2 separate regions of the Sus scrofa genome follow, and region 1 is linked to region 2. The links are chromatin contacts, called in public HiChIP or PLAC-seq maps. All regions are on one chromosome and are shown on one strand. Each heading gives the region's core, a stretch centred on a gene start, on an enhancer-like site or on the middle of the called end of the contact. The rest is flanking DNA. Distances are from core to core; before and after follow the strand shown. Region 1 overlaps FOXO3 (forkhead box O3). Region 2 holds the start of FOXO3 (forkhead box O3).

Evidence for each region. HiChIP or PLAC-seq counts read pairs in DNA pulled down with a chosen protein or histone mark.
Region 1: an H3K27ac HiChIP or PLAC-seq map of skeletal muscle shows a contact between it and region 2. The contact joins the enhancer-like site here to the promoter of FOXO3 in region 2. A contact is called at or near these places in 1 of 5 promoter capture datasets (fetal liver), 11 of 47 Hi-C or Micro-C datasets (alveolar macrophages, blood, fetal heart ventricle and 5 more) and 2 of 2 datasets of contacts at active chromatin or transcription factors (alveolar macrophages and skeletal muscle).

What each region holds. Positions count from the first base shown.
Region 1 is chr1:74,674,845-74,677,544 of Sscrofa11.1, forward strand. All of the region lies in intron 1 of FOXO3 (forkhead box O3), which reads left to right. Among named protein-coding and RNA genes, the nearest start is that of FOXO3, 46 kb to the left of the region's middle. Within about 2 kb of position 1,262, at least 3 of the 83 cell types and tissues checked have an H3K27ac peak or open chromatin away from gene starts, as enhancers often do. A contact at or near this core is called in alveolar macrophages and skeletal muscle, where this site is marked.
Region 2 is chr1:74,628,298-74,630,997 of Sscrofa11.1, forward strand. It overlaps FOXO3 (forkhead box O3), which reads left to right and starts at 1,398. Exons shown (of 2, transcript NM_001135959.1): 1 at 1,398-2,015. The coding sequence starts at 1,398.

The sequences.
Region 1 (2,700 bases), core at 12-2,511, 46 kb after region 2:
ACATGGCTTGGATCCCGAGTTGCTGTGGCTCTGGCATAGGCCAGCAGCTGTAGCTCCAATAGGACCCCTAGCCTGGGAACCTCCATATGCTGTGGATGCGGCCGTAGAAAAGCCAAAAAAAAAAAAAAAAAAAAAAATTAAATCACAAATTGGAGTACTGTTGAAGAAGATTATTTCCTATACTCCTTTCTTCAGAAACTTACTTGCTAATACCGTGTTTTCTGGTCCTGGTGAGATTACGTGTCTTGAAAATTGGGCTGTAAGATGCATTTGTTTCTGGCCCTGTGTGTCATGCTCTATGCAGATGCCCAAGTGACCGTGGAGGAATTCAGCTCAGTCTCCAAAGCCCAAGGGAGGCCCCATATTCTTACTTGCTTTTCTGACATGTAGTGAGATATAAGCATCCTTTAAGGGCTTACAGATTAAATTCTTTGCATGTTTTACTTCAGATATTAATGAAGAAACTTATTCATTCACTCAGTAAATGTCTTTTGATGCCTAATATTAGAAAGCCCTGAAATGTGTATTCTTTAACAGTGGGTTTCGTGGAGGAACTAATCTTGATCATTACCAGTGTCTTGGTTCAGCACAGTTGCATATTGAGAGTTGATGGCAGGTATGACCTTCAGTACTAGTTTCTCTGCTGACATTTTTGGAGGACATAGAATGTCAGAGTTGAAGAACATGTAGAAATTCTAGTCTTGTCCCTCATTTTATTCATCAGGAATAACGTAAGACATTCATATGCATACTTCCTCTTGGTCTCAAGATCATCTCAGCTTTCTCTATGTTAAGTATGAGTGTCTGTTTTATTCTCAGAATCATCTTGAGAACGCTTGAGTTGAGTGGAATCTCCAGTTCAGCCCCTTGGAAAGCTGGATGTGTGGATAAATTGACACACCCCTGCTTCACTTCAAGATTATTGACAGTTGCCTGTCACACATGTATTTGCTGTTATTACCGGTAGTTCTACCAGAAAGGCTTATTCTACCTGGGAATTATCTATTTTCCCCCAGAGGGACATGGAACATGGACTAGATTAGAGATCCAGTCCAAACGAAGTAGAAGGGTACTGAACTTTTTAGAACTCGTGTTAGAAAAAAAGAGGGAGGGTGGGAGAGAGAGAAAGAAAGAACGAAAGAAAGAACAGACCATTTTCTGATGCATCTGCAGTTTCTCTATCAAAAACAAAATCCAGAAACAAAAATACCCTGACAGAAATCCGGAAACCAAATATCCTACCTGCTAGCCAACTCTAGGGATTCTGAACAGAGTGTACCATTTAGGATTCCTTTTAGCTGTCTTTGGGTTTATTTAAAAACCCAGTGTGTGTTTATAAGCAGAAAACAATTTAAAAGCTCTTCTTTTGGCCTTAATCCTTTTATAGGGTTTAGCATTTCTCATTGTCACTTCTTCAGAGCCTGAAGAGAAACATGCTATTCTCAGAGAGAAAAAAAAAAAGTTAAGCTTTTCTTTGCCTTTACCCCTACCCTGCCAGGTCAGAAAACTGGCCCTGAGTTCCCTGGCAGATTTGTCTCCACCTCAGGATAGTTGCTTCAGCGGCCAGTGTTCAGAGGTGTAGAGGGCTTCTTTCTGTTAACATCAAGGTAGGCTGGGTGCTTCCTCCAGCTGTATGTGTGTGTTCACCCAGCCTCAAAATTTTTGCCTTAATCCAAAGGGGCAGTTCACAGAGGCTGTGATGCAGAAGAGGTTATTGGAGGTTAGTTCTCAAATGTCTTTAAGATTGGCCTACTGTAATTCACATTCACTAAAGCGATGGTTTATTACCGGTAAGCTGAGTAAATGGATTATCTCTAAGCCTTACTATTTTTAGCCTTTCCTCCCAAATAAATTGAATCATCACGTCACTTCCAGAAGGTTTTGTTTCAGTGAGGCAAGACAGGTCCCAGAGTTGTTCCTGGGAGAGGCTCTGGGTAGGAATGGTTGTGCTCACTGGGTGGTGTCTACCATTCATGGAGAGCGGCCTGGGTTCTAGGCCAGGTGTAGCTGAGTGACCTTGGTCAAAGTAGAGCACTGGGTCTTGATCTCTTTGGTTTTCACATCAGCCAAAACACTCTCCGTCCTCTCTACTTCCTTTAAGATGGTGGTGAACATAGAGTATCGAGATCGAAGGTGCTCTGTTGAGAAGGTAGGCAGAGGTACCAGAGAGGTCAAGTGGATTTGTTTCTTAGTGTACTTCTCTTGAAGTAATGATATGGATCACTTCTAGGGTGAAGGTATTTGTGTTTCTGGGTCAGCCACATGGGTCAACCAAGTAACCTCTTAGGTTGGATCTCTTGAGTGGCACACATCATCACAGGTTCTTCAGTTGTGGTTTAGGGCTGACAGCACACATGCCTACAGGCTGGTAGCATGTCTAAAGGACTTGACTGTTGACCCCAGGTTGCTTGTTGCCTAGGCTATAGTCCTTCCGTTAAACTCAGGAGACATGTACCTCGGATTAAAAAAAATATATATGGGGAGTTCCCGTTGTGGCTCAGTGGTTAACAAGTCTGACTAGGAACCATGAGGTTGCAGGTTCGATCCCTGGCCTTGCTCAGTGGGTTAAGGATCCGGTGTTGCCATGAGCTATGGTGTAGTTGGCACACGTGGCTTGGATCTGGCATTGCTGTGGCTGTGGTATAGGCCGGTGGCTACAGCTCTGATTCGACCCCTAGCCTGGGAACCTCCATATGCCTC
Region 2 (2,700 bases), core at 148-2,647:
GGCGGCGGCGCGCTGGCTGACAGGCGGTTCCTCAGGCGGGCTGCAGCAGCGGCGGCCGGAGCGCCTCTCCTTGGCTGAGGTTGTGCGCCCCCTCCTCGCCGCGCCCCGGGCCCGCGCGGGATTGTGCGTCCTCCCCCCTCGTCACTGAAGGGAAGGAACCGAGGTAGGCGCCGGAGCTGTGCAGCGGGGCGGCCGCCTTCCCGGTGACTCCGGATCTGCTTCCGAGCTGGGCCAGGCGCTTCCCTTTTCCCTCCCCGTGACTCGGTGTGCGCGCCCTTCTTCTCTCCCGCTAGTGTTTTTAAAGGACTTGAGTGAAGGGGGGAAACTGTCAAGATGGCAGCAGTGGGAGCAAGGAGGTGATGAACGTGCTGGTCCGGGTTTTCTGTTGGCCTGGGAGACTTGTGCTTCCTGACCTGTTGGAAGATTTACGTTTCGACTACTCCCCTCCCCCCCGTTCTTATAGGGAAAGGGGTGGAGGGCACAACGCCCGCGAGAAAATAAACCACACCACCCCCAAAGTGGCCGTTGCTGCTCAGCTCGACCCTTGGCAAACACCCGCTGAGCTGCTTGTCTCCCTTCTTCCCGTCTTTCCCTGTTCCTGGAAGTGACAAGGGCCCGTTTGCGCTCGGACCCACATTCGCCCTCTCGGCCCGCGGGCGAAGAGAGGAGAAGGGGACTGCCCGCGCAGTCCTCGGGCTCGGGTCCTCCGCTGGGAGGGGATGGCAGGAGAGCGCGGAGGCGGCGGGGCCGGGACCAGGCCGGGGAGAAGAGCCGAAGACGCCACAGACTTTGGCGGCGGTGGCGCCGCGGGAAGCACTTGTGCGGGCCGGAGCGAAACATAAACAAACGCACGCACACCCGGGCTCAGGCTCCGACCGCGTCTGGGCTGCGCCAGCTCGGGCTGCTGCCCGCTTTAAAGGCGCGGCTCGCGCCCCTCCCCCGCCCCGCCCCTCCCCCTTCTTCCCCGCCCCGCCACCTAGCCCAGTGGAGACCTGCAGCTCCGCTGGCGGTGGCGGCGGGGGGAGGGGGTTGCCCCGTGCGAGCCTGTCGATTCGCTCCTGTCTCCCCCGCGGCCTGACCAGGGGGTGGCGTCTGCAGCGCCAGGTTCGCGGGACGCACGTCTCCAGGTCTGCCTGCTCCTGGGAGGCGGGCGCGGTGTGGTCGGGAAACGGCGGCGGCGGCGGCGGGCGAGGACTCGCCGGGGACTGAGCTCCAGCCCGGGATAATCAACTCTCCTTCTCTCTCCTCTCGTGCTTTCCCAGGCGGCGGCAGTAGCAGCGGCGGCGGCGCCCGGGAGCCCGAGCCTTCGCGGCGCCCCCGTCCCTCCCCCGCCGCACCCCGCCCCGGCGCAAGAGGAGAGTGTGAGAGCCGGAGCCGCGGGCGGGCAGGCGGCGAAGATGGCAGAGGCGCCGGCCTCCCCGGTCCCGCTCTCTCCGCTCGAAGTGGAGCTGGACCCGGAGTTCGAGCCCCAGAGCCGTCCGCGCTCCTGTACGTGGCCCCTGCAGAGGCCGGAGCTCCAGGGGAGCCCGGCCAAGCCCTCGGGGGAGGCGGCCGCTGACTCCATGATCCCCGAGGAGGAGGACGATGAAGACGACGAGGACGGCGGCGGTAGGGCCGGCTCGGCCATGGCGATCGGCGGCGGCGGGGGCGGCCCGCTGGGCTCTGGGCTGCTCCTGGAGGACTCGGCCAGGCTGCTGGCTCCCGGAGGGCAGGAACCCGGGTCCGGCCCAGCCTCCGCGGCGGGCGCGCTGAGCGGAGGGACGCAGACGCCGCTGCAGCCTCAGCAGCCACTGCCACCGCCGCAGCCGGGGGCGGCTGGGGGCTCCGGGCAGCCGAGGAAATGCTCCTCCCGGCGGAACGCCTGGGGGAACCTGTCCTACGCCGATCTGATCACTCGCGCCATCGAGAGTTCCCCGGACAAACGGCTCACTCTGTCCCAGATCTATGAGTGGATGGTGCGCTGCGTGCCCTACTTCAAGGATAAGGGCGACAGCAACAGTTCTGCCGGCTGGAAGGTGCGTACCCACCTCGGACGGGCGGACAGACCCGCCCGGTCTCCTGCGCAGTGCGAGACGCGCCTTCGATTCGTCCGAGCGCGCCTGCGGGCGCCCGGGAGAGGGGTTGGCAGGGAGAGCCTCAGCTGTAAGGCTTTGGGGGTTCTGTGTGACCTCCGGAGGAGGGGAGCCCGGGGACCGCTGCGGACGCGGCGGGAGCGGGAGAGGAGGCTCCTGGGGAAGCCTCAGGCTTGGCCAGATGGGCAGGAGTGCATTTGCCCGATTCCTGGGTTGTAGCGGAGGAGGTACGTCCGCGGCCAGCTTTGGAGCAGGTTTCCCCGTAGTGGGGGTGCGGCGAGGCCGCTGCGGGTGGAGTGAGGGGACTTGTTTGGGAATCAGTGCCCAGAGGAGGGGTTGGATTTGTGGTTTCCAGTCGGTCGCCTAAGCGTGGTGTGTTGAGACTAGCCAGATGAGAACCCCTGTGTCCAAGTTTCAGGCTTGTAGGTGTTAACTCCCACAGGCACATCGATCCCATTACAAAAAGCAGTGGTTGTAAACCTTTTCCTGGCCGGCTCTCTTTCCTTGCGTGTGTTAACACCTTTATTCCTAAGAGGTGTCTCAACCTTAAACCTTCCTCTGAGTAGCCTCTGAGATGATCTGGGCCCCGACCCGGCCAGCCCTTCCACCTCAGCGGGAACTGTCCTGC